3 separate regions of the Sus scrofa genome follow, and all the other regions are linked to region 2. The links are chromatin contacts, called in public Hi-C and HiChIP or PLAC-seq maps. All regions are on one chromosome and are shown on one strand. Each heading gives the region's core, a stretch centred on a gene start, on an enhancer-like site or on the middle of the called end of the contact. The rest is flanking DNA. Distances are from core to core; before and after follow the strand shown.

Evidence for each region. Hi-C and Micro-C count contacts between places; a contact is called where the count stands out from the background. HiChIP or PLAC-seq counts read pairs in DNA pulled down with a chosen protein or histone mark.
Region 1: a contact with region 2 is called in a Hi-C map of skeletal muscle, with 6 times the contacts expected there. The contact joins the promoter of NFYB here to the promoter of KANSL2 in region 2. A contact is called at or near these places in 2 of 47 Hi-C or Micro-C datasets (retroperitoneal adipose tissue and skeletal muscle).
Region 3: an H3K27ac HiChIP or PLAC-seq map of alveolar macrophages shows a contact between it and region 2. The contact joins the promoter of TDG here to the promoter of KANSL2 in region 2. A contact is called at or near these places in 2 of 2 datasets of contacts at active chromatin or transcription factors (alveolar macrophages and skeletal muscle).

What each region holds. Positions count from the first base shown.
Region 1 is chr5:80,331,233-80,336,013 of Sscrofa11.1, forward strand. It overlaps NFYB (nuclear transcription factor Y subunit beta), which reads left to right and starts at 3,281. Exons shown (of 8, transcript NM_001144930.1): 1 at 3,281-3,817.
Region 2 is chr5:79,302,904-79,307,315 of Sscrofa11.1, forward strand. It overlaps KANSL2 (KAT8 regulatory NSL complex subunit 2), which reads right to left and starts at 2,665. Exons shown (of 10, transcript NM_001244880.1): 1 at 2,620-2,665; 2 at 1,789-2,047; 3 at 193-371. The coding sequence starts at 2,039.
Region 3 is chr5:80,490,014-80,495,069 of Sscrofa11.1, forward strand. It overlaps TDG (G/T mismatch-specific thymine DNA glycosylase), which reads right to left and starts at 2,282. Exons shown (of 10, transcript XM_021092634.1): 1 at 2,069-2,282. The coding sequence starts at 2,091.

The DNA.
Region 1 (4,781 bases), core at 2,031-4,530, 1.0 Mb after region 2:
GAGAATGGATGGAGAGGACGGGGTGCGAGCAGATGAGGAAGGTGGAACGAGACAATACTATAATAGACACTGTCATCACGGGAATTTATGAGGCCTCATTAAAGGAATACAGTAAAATCCAACTGAGAAATCTTCATTGTGCCAGGGATTCTGTTTTAATGTTGCTGAATTCAGGAGTTCCGTCATGGCTCAGGGGAAACGAATCTGACTAGTATCCATGAGGACGTAGGTTCGATCCCTGGCCTTGCTCAGTGGGTTAAGGATCTGGGGTTGCCGTGAGCTCAGATCTGGCCTTGCTGTGGCTGTGGCGTAGGCCAACAGCTACAGCTCCAATCTGACCCTTGGCCTGGAACCTCCATATACCATGGGTGTGGCCCTAAAAAAAAATAATGTTGCTGAATTATGACTCCTGCATATGGTGGTATAAGGGGCAGTTGCAATATACAGATTAGGGAAGGAAAAAAGACAATCAATTGTCTTCTGACTTTTAATACAAAGTCTAGGTTAGTCTAGATAATGTCTCTTCCAAGACATTAAATTGTGATCCACATCTCTCAGTTTCACCATGGGGTCATGAAAAATGGGAACACTTACTGGCTTAATGAACACATGTTGCTGGGGCAGGTTCACCTGGGATCAACAGCAGAGGGTGTGTGGACTGGGTTTCCAGTCTCCTGAGTTACCTCCTGGGGTAAAGAGAGTGCTTTATTTACCTTTGTAGCCCTGGGGCTCCTAGCACAGTGCTTGGTAGACACTAGAGGGGCTGAACAGTTCTTTCTGTTGGATCTAAATTAAGCACATAGACTAGACCCATGGAATTGAAATAATACCATATTAACTCAGGAAAAGTCGGCTATCTTTGTGTTTTTTGTTTGTTTGTCTTTTCTAAGGCCGCATCTGCGGCATATGGAGGTTCCCAGGCTAAGGGTCTAATGGGAGCTGTAGCTGCCAGCCTACACCACAGCTCATGGCGACACCGGATCCTTAACCCACTGAGCGAGGCCAGGGATCGAACCCGCAACCTCGTGGTTCCTAGTCAGATTCTTTAACCACTGAGCCACTACGGGGAACACCATATCTTTGCATTTTTTGGTTCATCATCCAGTGTGTGGATTAGTCATACTTCTCCCTGTTCTATGACTTCTCAAAGGCTCTTTTCTGCCTTTGAGAGCATCATTTCACTCCCCAAACTCCACTTTATGGGTAATCATAAAGAAAGGGAGGAGTTAAACACAGGCCAGTTTACTCCTTTTTTTTTTTTTTTAGCATAAAAGAGTTTTTTAAAAGTTTGATAACGATCGAAATTCATGTGATAAAAAGATCTTAATGGGCCAACTTTTTTAGGGCTTTCTATGTGCATTTACTTTAAATGACTTCCAAACCATCCTAAGAAGGAGTTAGGAAGTCCCCATTATAAAGGTAAGGAAACGATCAGAGAGGTGAATTTGGCCAGGGCCACTGAAGCCAGTAAGTGGGGGAGCTGGAATTCAAATCAGGTTGTCTGATCCCATTGTGGCATTGCTATTTATTTCTCTTGGAATATCTGGAGGCTTTCATTGGTCTTTGCTTCCTTATTTGCTCGGGAAATGTGAAAATATGCGGAGAAACAGTAGGAGCTTTATAAATAAAACATGGCTATATATTTTTAAAAGATTAAAGCTGGAAAGTTTAATGTGGCACCGGGCCACTTGTTTAGTGGAAGTAAAGGGAACGATTCCCGGCTCTGGTTGCAAAAATCCTGCCCCCTTTGTAGTGTGTGGTGTCTGGCTCACCGCCCATCTGTGAGAGTCACAGCCGAGGGAAGTCCTACACAGACGCAGTCAGGGAAAGACAGGCAGAGAGCCTGGTTGCGCGGAGGCAAGAAGGGGCCATGGATTCTGGCAGCTCAAATATCATCTGGTTGGGAAAAGCCACATGGCATGTCGCAAATACTGTGCGGGTGGGGCATATGCAACATTTTAAGCTGGGGTGAAGGCTGGCTGGACTGAGCAGGTTGTTAAACCTAAAGCAGAGGATTGTATCTTTAGGTGAAATCTGAAAAAACGAACGGGGAGCTCGGTGACCGAGAGGGAGCGTTGTGCATGTGGCAAACTTAACAGGGGCACAAGGCGAACAGCTGGCGCTGAAAGCATACCAGGAGGTAATCGCCGTTCAGATCCACCCTGTAGCTCGAGTGTCGCCTGGCCGGCAGCTTTTGCCCTTGGTTTCCCCTTCTTAAAACTCGAGGCGCAGGCAGGCTGCACTTTGGCGGGTGAGACACTTCCACGTGCGCCAGGGGAGGGGATGGAAAAGAGAGGGAGAGCTGAGAAATCATGCGCAAGACGTGGGGAAAATACCGCGGAAAGCCCGCACTGACCTTAGCACCGAGCCCCAGCCCTAGTCCCTGCCGAGGAAAAAGCCACCCGCGGGCTCCGCTCGCGCCGCAGGACCGACTCGCGGCGGCCTGCAGCGGGCTCTGCGGGCTGCTCAGCGCACGGGGCGGGGCTGGGGGCGGGGCCGTGCCGGGGCGGGGCCGCGCCGGGCGGGCGCGCGGGAGCTGCGGAGGGAGGGTGTCGCGCCGAGGGAAGCGGCCCGCGGCGGAGGGAGGGAAGGCCGAGTCCTGGAAGCGGAGCTCCGCGCTGGGACTGGTTCCTTCGCAGCCATTTTCTGTCCAACCAAACAGCCGATTGGAGACGGGAGCCAACCAGGGCTGCATTGGAGGTTTGTGTCTCGCTTCGGCCAATGATCGCTCCTAAACCGACTCCACTTTAGCTCGAATGAAATGTCCGTCTCCTCCCGGCGCCGTCCCCGCCGCCAACGCCGCCGCGGCCGGGGGCACTTGGCTCACTCCCGCCTGCCCGCCCTCCCGCCCGGGCCGGGGCCGGGGCCGGGCCGGCGCCTGCGAGGCCTCCCCCGCTGCGGGCCCGGCTGGGAAGCGGGCGCTGGGCCGCGGCGCGGCTCTTTGTGCGCCCGGCCGAGGAGCGGCGGGACGCGGGCCAGGCCGCCTCCTGCTCGCCGCCGCCGACCTCCGGGCCCGAGGCCGAGGAGGGGGCGCCGGGGCACCGTCGGGCCCCGCTCTCGGTGGCGTCCGGGCCGGCTCCATTTTGTGTGGCGAGCCGGCTGGGGGCGGGAGGATGCAGCCTGGACCCCCGGCCCCGATCCTCCTCCTCCGCCGCGCGGGGGCTCCCGGGGAGCGCCCCTCTTCCGCCCGCCACTCCGCGGGGGCATGGCAGGGCCGGGCCGCTTTGTCTGCCCCGGCACCCCGGGCGCCGCGCGGCGGGCGGGCGTTAGGCGCGGGCCCCGGGCCTGAGCCGGCCGAGTAGGGGGGATGCCTGCCCGGGGTGTCCGCGCCGCCCAGGCGGGACCGACAGGTCGGCCGGGCGGACGGTGGGACCCGGGCCAGCCCGCGCACCTTCGTGGGGAGGAAGCGAGGTCCCCGGGAGGAAGGAGTGGATTTGGTTTCCCCGCAGTCTGGTTTACGCGTATAGAATGCAGCCATCTGGCGGCTTGCGGTCCCTGGACTTGCCCCGAAGGTGGGAAGGAAGCCTTCCGGATTGGACTAAGGTTTTAATCTTCGGTGGGAGGCGGGGAGGATATACCGGGCCTCAGGAGTAGTCTTGGAGAACAAAGAATTAGAAGAGCACCTACAAGACGAAATCTCGCCCAGAGTACTCTAAAAGATGGTTTAAGCAAGGTTAAGTAGCATATGACCTTTTAAAAAATAGCATCCCAGCCTGCATGGACTGCACGGTTCCGTGCCACGAGTCACTGGGGTGGTTTCGGCTCTCTTGTATGGAGACAAGTCAGAAATACAAAGTGATGAGGTGAACTGATCAATGTAAGTGGCATTAACAAATAGGGGGTTTTATTAGTAAAGTTTAACCAAAATTCCTTAAGAGGCAATTATTCCGTTCTCACTCTGCTCCCGTAGTTCAATTTAAGGCTTATATTGGTGCAAAACTCTGGTTGTTGATGCCAAAGAATGGAGGGTGGAGGAAGGGTCTGCTGCTTTTCTTGGATACAGATTTCTTTAAACATTAAACATATGTATGCATTGCCTTGAGCTTTCACATATATCATAACCTGCCTGTAAGAAAATATATACCATGTGAGGTGATAGTGTTTCTCTTTAATATATTGAATCTAAACATATACTGACTCAACTATTTGGGTGAGTGATTGTGGTGAGGTGTGGCACCACCCCAACCCCCAGCAAAAATACATAAATATAGACAGCTCCTGTATTTTAAGTGTTCTGAGGATCTCTCTCCTCCCCCCACGGCACCTTTAAAAAATGACACTTCTAGCTACGAGGAAGGAATTTTCTGGGCAGCTTTGGGGTTAGAGTGAAGATGATATTTGGAAAGAAATTAGAAATTGCTTTTGGGATTACAGAACAGTAGACAATGTCAGCCAGTCTTTGCTGCATGGACCCTTGTAGTAGCATTTGAAAATTCAATTTGGTGGTTAGAGTTTTTTCTGTTTGCTAGATTTCATGCTTGAATGCATATCAGTATTTTGTCTTCTTTTAAAAATTAGCACAGAAAGGATATGTCTTTGTCTCCCCCCCCTTTTTTTCCCTTGAAAAAAGGGGAAGAGCAAATGAGAATGGAAATTGTAACATCGTAATTGATGCCAATTTATTCAACTATTTATGCCTTACAGTGAGAATGAAGTGCTATTGAGATGCAATTTTAGTCCCAAATGGTGATGCTTTAAAATAATACAGGTCTTAATTGACTGTATTCTCTTTCTCTGGATGTTCTCTGGGCAACATGTATCTTCTTCCCGCTATAATCTGA
Region 2 (4,412 bases), core at 1,415-3,914:
TAAGCAGATACTACTTAAAACCAGAAAGATTAGTGAACAACACGGCATTCCTGAATTCTCACCAAAGGGCAAATGAATTAACAATAATACTATTTTTATCAAGTGCCAAATATGTTCAAGGCACTGTGCTAAACCAAATTATATTTTTTGTTAACTTTCTTCCTATTTTCTCACCCTAAAGAAGTTTCTTACCCAAAATTCGGCTGGCTTCACTTCGGCTACTTTCTGGAGTCTGAGACCCCAGCTCTGTCTTAGCATATGAGCTCAGCTGGCACAAGAGTGTTTCACCCACAGGCCCTGGATTCGTCTTCTTCATTTGAGCATGAAGTGCTAGAGCATTCCTACGGGCATGTTCAGCACAGAAGGACACCCTAAGGAGATAAAATATTCACGTTTATACTCAGGTTCCTTCCTGAAGGAGTTCAGTGATTTTTAGAGACACTGATCATTAGATTATTTTCAGGAAACTAAAATGACCATTGTCTTCATTTATAAATTAAAAATGTCAATGAGGCAAAATAAATTAACTGGCCCAAGACCAACTCATTTGGTATTACTAAAGGGAAATGCAGGTAACAAAACCTAGTGCTCTACCCATTAAACAAAACATTCCAACTATAAAAACGCTGACATTTCACAACATCATCAGAGATCCACTTCCATCTTTCAAACTGGTTCTGGGAGCTCCCATCGTGGCGCAGCAGAAACTAATCCAACCAGGAACTGGAGGTTTCAGGTTTGATCCCTGGCCTTGCTCAGTGGGTTAAGGATCTGGTGTTGCCACGAGCTGTGGTGTAGGTCAAGACAAGGCTCGGATCCTGAGTTGCTGTGGTTGTGGTATAGGCCGGCAGCTGTAGCTCCATTAGACCCCTAGCCTGGGAACCTCCATATACCATGGGCGCAGTCCTAAAAAGACAAGGGGGAGAAAAAAAAAAAAAAAAAAAAAAGCCTGGTTCTGGAAGGCAACTCTACATTTTACTTCAGTATCAATCCACTGTAGGTAAAAGGATATGAGACACAATTTTAAAATCAAAAGATACAGACAGAATTATCTATGTTCTGCATGGATACTTTTGCTTAATTGATGAAAACCATTAAGTCTTTCCAAGAAGAATACACACACATAAAACGTGCATGGCCAAAAGAGCCATGCAACCTAAGGTTAAGAATAACCCAGAGGGAGTTCCCCTTGTGGCTCCGGTAACAAACCCAACTAGTATCTATGAGGAAGTGTGCTAATCCCTGGCCCCGCACAGTGGATTAAGGATCCAGCATTGCTGTGAGCTGAGGTGTAGGTTGCAGAGATATGGCATGGCTGTGGACCTCTAGTCTAGGAACTTCCATATGCCTCAAGTGCGGCCCAAAAAGGAAAAAGAAAAAAAGAAAAATCTAGAGTGTCCCTTTATTTTACAGGTACCAGAAAAGATCCAAAGACATTTAACGAAGTGGCCCAACTGAGAGTGGTCTCCTTCCAGTTTTCACCATTTTAAAAAGTTCTCCAAGGATATATCCATAACCTCAATGTTACAAGCATGTGACCAAAGAACTGGCCAGCTATTTCCCAGCCCACATCACTTAAAATCTAAAAGAACAGAAGTTCCCTGTACTTTTGTGGCAGGCTGCAGGTTAAGGATCCCGCGTTGTCACCACAGCAGCTGGGGTCGCTGCTGTGATGCTGGTTCCATCCCCGGGCCAAGAACTTCCACATGTCATGGACATGCCCCCAAAAAACAAAAACAAAAACCCACAATGAAAAACATAAAAGTACAGATATCTATACATATATACCCGTCTTTCTTCTCAGGCTTCGGAGCAGCACAAGGACATCTTTTTCCATTCTTTGTGGATATATAACTGCACTGCTTGAAAGGTGCATTCTTGTCTTCAAGGATATGCTTAATGCAAAACTCCTGCCCCTCCAGACGAGGCTGCGAGCATGGGCGATGAGTAAACGAACAAGACAAGGGCTCCTGAGACCTGGGCACTGGGGTGATCCTTCCCCGATTGGTCGGCAAGACGTGGATCCGAATCCTGTTCATACCAAAACCTGCAGGGTCACACAAAAGATCAAAAAGCCCTTCCCGAAAATTCCTGCCCCACAGTAACCAGGCAGACGGCGCGTGGCTTCTAAAAGACAAGCGGAAGTCACGCTCCTTAACTCCCTCCGCCCAGGTCTCCCAGCCCAAGCCTCCCCGGGCATTAGTGAATTTGCCTCACCTCAACTTCCCCCGCCAAGGCCGCCCCACGCCGACCACCACCACGGAGACTGTACGGCCGCCGCACGAGGGGGCCGCGCCACCGCCCGCACGAGGGGCCGCGCCACCGCCGCACGAGGGGCCGCGCCCGCGCCCCCACCCCCGTCTCCGCCTCCCGGCTCGCCGCCTTTGTCCCGGTCCGCCTGAGACCTCACGCCTGGGCCCTGCCCATCCTTGGCGGCGCCTGCAAGCGCCATTTTGTCCTAAGTCTCCGAGCACCGGAGAACCCAAGTCCTGGGAGATTATAAGAGGAGAGCGACCCTGACGTTGATTGAGGGAGCAGGGTAGCAGCTCTGAATGGGGAGAAAGGGCGAAGTAGTACCCCGAAGGCAAAGGCGAAGAGCAAGCAACGCCGCCATCTTACCTCCGCCGCGCGCCGCGCTGCTGCCTTCTGGCCGCGCCAGCCGCTTCTAACGCGGCCCCATTCCTTTCCCGGCTCCCACTCGCTGATTGGGCACGACGCCTACGCCTGTGCGTCACCATTGGCTGAGGCCAGCTACCTATCAAGTCTTAGGGGGCGGGGCGCTAAGAAAAGGCGCGGCTTGGGTGGCTGAGAAGAGCTGTCCGTCATCAACTTGCTCATGAAAGTGAGGCGGAGCTGAGTGCGGGCTCGGGGACCCGCTAGCAGCGCACGGTTTGTCTTTCCACCTCCCCGCATGGCTGATTTTCAGGTCGATTATGGCCGCTTTATCTGTGCACTAGGCCGCAGCTACACCACCACCGTTACACGGTAGGCACAAAATCGACAGGGAGGCCAAAGGATCGTGGTACATTTGACTCTTACTGTTTATACAGTAAAAGGCTTAGTTTTGTGAAAAGTTAATTTACGGAAACATTTTTTGAGTATTTACTGAGTCTGGAAAATTATGTATATAAACATTTCTTTTCAGAACAGTCCTAAAAAGTAGAAGCTATAATCTCCATTTTACAGATAAGATAACAGAGGAACAGAATAGGCTCGTATCTAGTAAACAGGGAATGGAGACAAATTTGAACCAGCCCTCATTCCTTTATTTTTTTTTTTTTTAATACTATTTCTGCCGCACCCGTGGTATATGGAAGTTGGTTGGCCAGGGAATCAAATCTGAACCAGAGCGTCTACCTACATCACAGCTGTAGCAACGCTGAATCCTTAACCCACTGTGCCAGGCTGGAATCACAGGCACCTGCAACAGAGACAAGCCAGATCACTAACCCACTGCTCTATAGCAGGAACTCCACGAACCATTCCCTCATTCTTTATCCCTTTATTCCTGGTCATACAGTGAAAGGCATTGGACTGAGACTTGGTAAATATGAGTTATGGTTGAGGCCTTGATTCTCTAAAATTCTGTACAATACCAAGCTAAATCATGCAGGTATATAGAAAAGGCAGGCACAATTCCAATTTTATCGTCCTTTAAGGCTTTTTAATTAAAGCATCTCTTCTTTCATCTCCACCACACCTCTGGCAGAAATAAAACAATTTGGGATCTTTTTTGCATCCCAAGCTTCACAAGCTCTCCTAGCTGTTGTCAGTTTCATTTAAGTAAGCTATTTTTCCACTACCAATGAGCAGGTGAGCATAGGGAATCTACAATGCTGGGGAACAGCAGTTTAGATAAAAAGAAGTGATTAAAACCAAAATAGGGGAGGGCTTAGAGGTGACTTTTCCCAGGGATTAGGGCAGTCCTAGAAGGCCCTTGCATGAGATTTGTTCATTCAGCAAATATTTACTGAGCACCTAAGTGCCAGCCAGTACAGATATAGAGAGAACAAGAAAGATAATCCTGCTCTTTTGGAGTAAACATTCTAGAGTAGTTTGGGATTACGGATGCAATACAACCATTAAATAGCAACTATGAGTTATATACATATGCTAACCCTCCCAACCCTCATTGGTTATAAACACCCTACAACTCAAAACTAGGGGAGGCAGCCACATTACAAAAAATTGGGGAATCTTCAACCTAATGAGGTGATATCAAAAAGCAAGAGTTTCTGCTGTGATGCAGCAGGTTAAGAATCCAGCATTGTCTCTGCAGTAGCTGGGATTTGATCCCTGGCCCAGGAACTTCCACATGCCACAAGTGTGGCAAAAAAAAAAAAAAAAAAAAAAAAAAACTAATGCTAGGACCCTGCACTTTCTGTAGTCATTGGGACAAACACTGAGAGTCA
Region 3 (5,056 bases), core at 1,032-3,531, 1.2 Mb after region 2:
TGTCCTCACTCATCTTGGGCTTTAAATTTCTCTTACAGACATTCGGCCATTTTCCATCTACAATCATTTTTATTAAGATGAATGAAAAGTAAAAATCAGAACTAATAAGCACTTTTTTTTTTTAGGGCCACACCGCATTCGGAAGTTCCCAGGCTAGGGTGTCAAATCGGAGCTGTAGCTGCTTGCCACAGCCACAGCCACGCCAGATCTGAGCTGGGTCTGTGACCTACACCACAGCCACCACAGCGCACGGCAATGCCAGATCCTTTATCTACAGGGGTCAAACCCAAATTCTCATGGATACCAGTTGGACTGTTTCCACAGCACCACAAGGGTAACTCCCTCCAGTCATTTTAAATTTGGCATCACTTTCCATCTTTGGTAAATGTCCTTTTCACACGCTTGAGCTCATTAGACACACACCGGTCGTCTTCTTCCTTTTTCCCTCCCTGGTTAGACTCTAAGTACTTGTTTAGACACTTCAACTATCTTCTCTTTTCCAAAAAAAGTTTATATCCATGAAATGTTTTTCTTTGAATTTGCTGAAATTAAGCTTCTAAAATCAAGTCACTCTGCGCAACATTCCATGCCACTCCTTGATTAGCACAAAGCCAAGGATGACAGAGAACCACTTCCTCAGGATTACCTGGGGTCTGAGTCATTTCAGAATCCCCAAGGATAAACTCCTTAGAGTATTAAGACAGAATTCTCCATATTTTTCAAGGTGAAAGCTTTTCATGTCAAAAAAACAAAAAAAAAGGTCTATAATCCAATGGATTACGATAAAATATAAGTAAGACACTTTTGAGCTAAACATTGTACCAGAGAGAACTATCACCTTACTTTAAGATGCAGAGTAAGGTTTTACAATGAGAACAATCCCCCACCCCACATTCCAGAACCTGCAGGATGGCCGACTAGTCGCCATCATTTTACATAAAGGACTTGAGCATCCACAGATTTTAGTATTCATGAGAATCCAAGAACAAATGTACTTTGGATACCAAGGGATGATGGTAATTTATATGATGGTTGGCTTTACTCCAGTTTTAATTCTTAAGATCATAAAGCTGAGACTGATTTCCACAAGTTCTGGTGAATTTTTTTATTTCTAAAGTTCTTCAGGGAAAGCAGTGGAGTTATTTCGGAATTTGACCCATGTATCTCCTTCCTTAAACTCTAAGACCATCTGTGTTGGTTACTAACGCCCCTTCCACGTAACACCCATTTACAGCGTGTCCGAACTGGATTCTACACACGTCCTAATGACAGACATGCACAGGCTCAGAGAAGTTTAGCGTCTTGCCCAAGTTCAGGGCCCACTAGTCAGAGTATCAGGATAATACTTCATTGGGTCTAATTCCAAGGTAAACCATTTGCTTTCTTTTTAAACACTGTTACCCTATTTAGTTTTTTTCATTTGGCTTCCGTCGGTTCAAATTTCGAAATCTCTGCTTTGCAAAACTCTCCACCTAACATTCCCCAAAGGACATGTTACAAGTAAATTCTTAAGATCGCCCCCAAGACCACTAGAAAACAGACAGTATTAGACGACTTCTGGGGAGGATTCTTCCCAATCCCAGAATTCAAGAGCTGCCGTATGGCGATGTTATCTACCTTGTGTCCCTGACCCAAAACTCTGAAGAAGCCACCGTAAACCCACAATTCTAAAATGACAACTCCTCGAGTGATACGTGAAATCTTTACTGCTTTGTACGACAACAGAGGGTGAAGGGAAATGCAGCCAAAAAAGTAACCGGAAAGAAATAACTAGAGACTGCTTCTTGCTTATTACCACATTTTAAAGCCGACACGATACACAGTAGGCTTTAGGACGGGCCCGGATGCCGGTCAAGCCGCGACAGCCTTCCGGACTAGGAGTGGCCGGAGCAGGCCGGCAGTGCGCACGCGCGGCCCTGGCCTTTGTACTCCAGCCGCGGCCTTAAAGACCCCCTGCGTGCCTGCGTGCGTGCGTGAGTGCGTGCGTGCGTGCGTGCATGCGCCCGCCCGCGGCCAGACCATCGCGAGGGGCGCCGGGGGGAGGGGCGACGCTCCGCCCCGGCCTTACCTGCTCGCGTTCTCTGCTTCCATTCCCTGCTGCAGCTGGCGCACGCGGGTACTCCGGCCAGGCAAGTGAGCGCGTGGCCTCTGAGGTACCACGGCGCACGTACAGCGGTCCAATAACCAGTCTCTTGGACTCGATGGCCGGCAGAACGGGACAGCTCCTAGAGCTCAAGCTCCTCCCCCAAGCTTCCAGTTCCCCCTCCCCCCCAACCCAGACCCACCCTCCGCGCAGGGCTTCCGTCAGCTCTAAGCCAAATCCCACGCCCTGCGCCTATCACGTGATCCAGGGCAGCCCAATCATATTTGCTCCCCTCTCGTTGGTTTTACTCGCCACTTGGCCTTTCGGGAAGGGTGGAGGATGAAAAGTCTGGGAGGGAGTGCTTACGTAGGCTTTGTCCTCCATGACGTTTAGTGTGGGTGGGTGGTGGTGCGCACGAGATGGCACTGTCATCTGTGTGGGCGCTAGGTAGGTGGGGCGATTATCCTTATCAGAATTAGCCAGGCCTTTACAAAAACGTTTTATTCGGATTAAAAACAGCGACTTGCATTATTAGGTGATTACTGTGCTATATGGGAAAACCGAAACTTTGGAATCAGAATTCCTGGGAGTCCTGGAGTTCCCGTCGTGGCGCAGTGGTTAACGAATCCGACTAGGAACCATAAGGTTGCAGGTTCGATCCCTGGCTTGCTCAGTGGGTTAACGATCCGGCGTTGCCGTGAGCTGTGATGTAGGTTGCAGACGCGGCTCGGATCCCGCGTTGCTGTGGCTCTGGTGTAGGCCGGTGGCTACGGCTCCGATTCAGCCCCTAGCCTGGGAACCTCCATATGCCGCGGGAGCGGCCCAAGAAATAGCAACAACAACAAAAAAGACAAAAGACAAAAAAAAAAAAAAACAAAGAAAGAAATATAAAATGTAATGCATTGGAGTTCCCGTTGTGGCTCAGTGGTTAACGAATCCGACTAAGAACCATAAGGTTGCAGGTTCGATCCCTGGCTTGCTCAGTGGGTTAACGATCCGGCGTTGCCGTGAGCTGTGGTGTAGGTTGCAGACGTGTTTCGGTTCCCGCGTTGCTGTGGCTCTGGCGTAGGCCGGCGGCTACAGCTCCGATTCGACCCCTAGCCTGGGAATCGCCATATGCCATGGGAGCGGCCTAAGAAATGGCAAAAACAACAACAACAACAAAAAGTAATGCATTACATAAACCGTCCTCTGCTTTACTTTGGATACGTAAAAATATAAGTTTGAAGTCTATGATGGTAGGTGGTATTCAAGCATCACCTCCTTACAACCCGGATAAACCCCTCTGTTTTATTTACCCATGGCTGTTGCAGCTCGTTTTTCTCAGGTTGTCACTGGCCTTTGTACAAGGACTCCATTAAATAACTCGATGGAAATAGGCTTGTCTGTTCTAGTTTGCATGATGGGATACTTACTGTATTAGTTAGCTTTCCATGGTTTATGCTGTGGTGCCATATAAGTCCATGATCTCTGGTTTACAGCAACTAGAGTTTGTTTCTCCCTCGGTAATAATGCGGTCTGGAAAAGGGTTGAGGCTCTGTGTTGCTTATGCCTTCATTCTAGGATCCAGGAAACGGCTTTCATGAGCAAATACAAAAATATTAATTTGTATTATGAGTTGCTTAAGTGAAAGTTCTAACATTTTTAAACTTTTCAGAACTGTTAGAAATACTCTGTTCATTAGTAGGTATCACTCAGAACCTGATTCATTGTAGATATTCAGTGAATTTTTGTTGAGTGAACGAATTAACAATAGCCCATTCTTTTTGGTTTTGCTAACTGCTCAGGAGCACAGTCTAGAAAAGTTTTATTTTTTTATTTTATTTTATTTTTTTGTGTGATTTTTATCTAACTTTATTTTTTTAAGGATTTTTTTTAACAATTTATTTTTTTCCCACTGTACAGCAAAGGGATCAAGTTATCCTTACATGTATACATTTTTCCCCCACCCTTTGTTCTGTTGCAACATGAGTATCTAGACATAGTTCTCAATGCTACTCAGCAGGATCTCCTTGTAAATCTATTCTAAGTTGTAGAAAAGTTTTAAAGAAACTTCTCCGTCAGCCATACAATGAGACACCAACATCAAATGCTTTCACTGACATGTGGAATCTGAAAAAAGGACAGATTGAACTTCTTTGCAGAACAGATGCTGACTCACAGACATTGAAAAACTTAAGGTCTCCAAAGGAGACAGTTTGGGGGGTGGGGGATGTGCTTGGGTTATGGGATGGAAATCCTGTGAAATTGGATTGTTACGATCATTATACAACTGCAGATGTGATAAATTCATTTGGGTAATAAAAATTTTTTTAAATTATTTAACCGTTGTCAAAAGTATTAAATATCAGAAATTTGTTTTTCATGTATTTTGGGTCATGAATAAAACCTAAAATAAAATTAACTAAATGATCTAACTAAAAAAAAAAAAAAAGAAAGAAACATCTCCAAGGTAGTACTGGATGTATTTTTTTTCTCAGTTTGTATAACAAACCTCTTTTTTAAATTTTGTATTGAAATGTAGTTGATTTACAATGTTGTGCCCTGTATGTATTTTTAAATGATTGAATTAGGTGAGACTATTGTGGAAATTAAGTAGAAGTGAAGGTTACTGGTGGCAAGCTCAAGAAGTAGGAGGCTAGATCCTTGAACAGGAAATCACCTCTGATGCTGGCAAGCATGACCAGCTTCATAGGTGTTTGATCTGTGCAGTTGAATAGGGCCCTACTGAAGCGTTCCTGCTGTGGCACAATGGGATCAGAGGCATCTCTGCAGCACCAGGGAGCAGGTATGATCCCTGGCCCAGCACAGTGGGTCAGAGGATCCAGCGTTGCTGCCTCTGCAGGGTAGGTTACAACTGTGGCTCAGGTCTGATCCCTAGCCTGGGAACTCCATATGCCATGGGGAGGCCAAAAAAGAAAAAGAAAATAATAATAATAATAATAAGGCCCTACCCTTATAAGGGCCATGTAA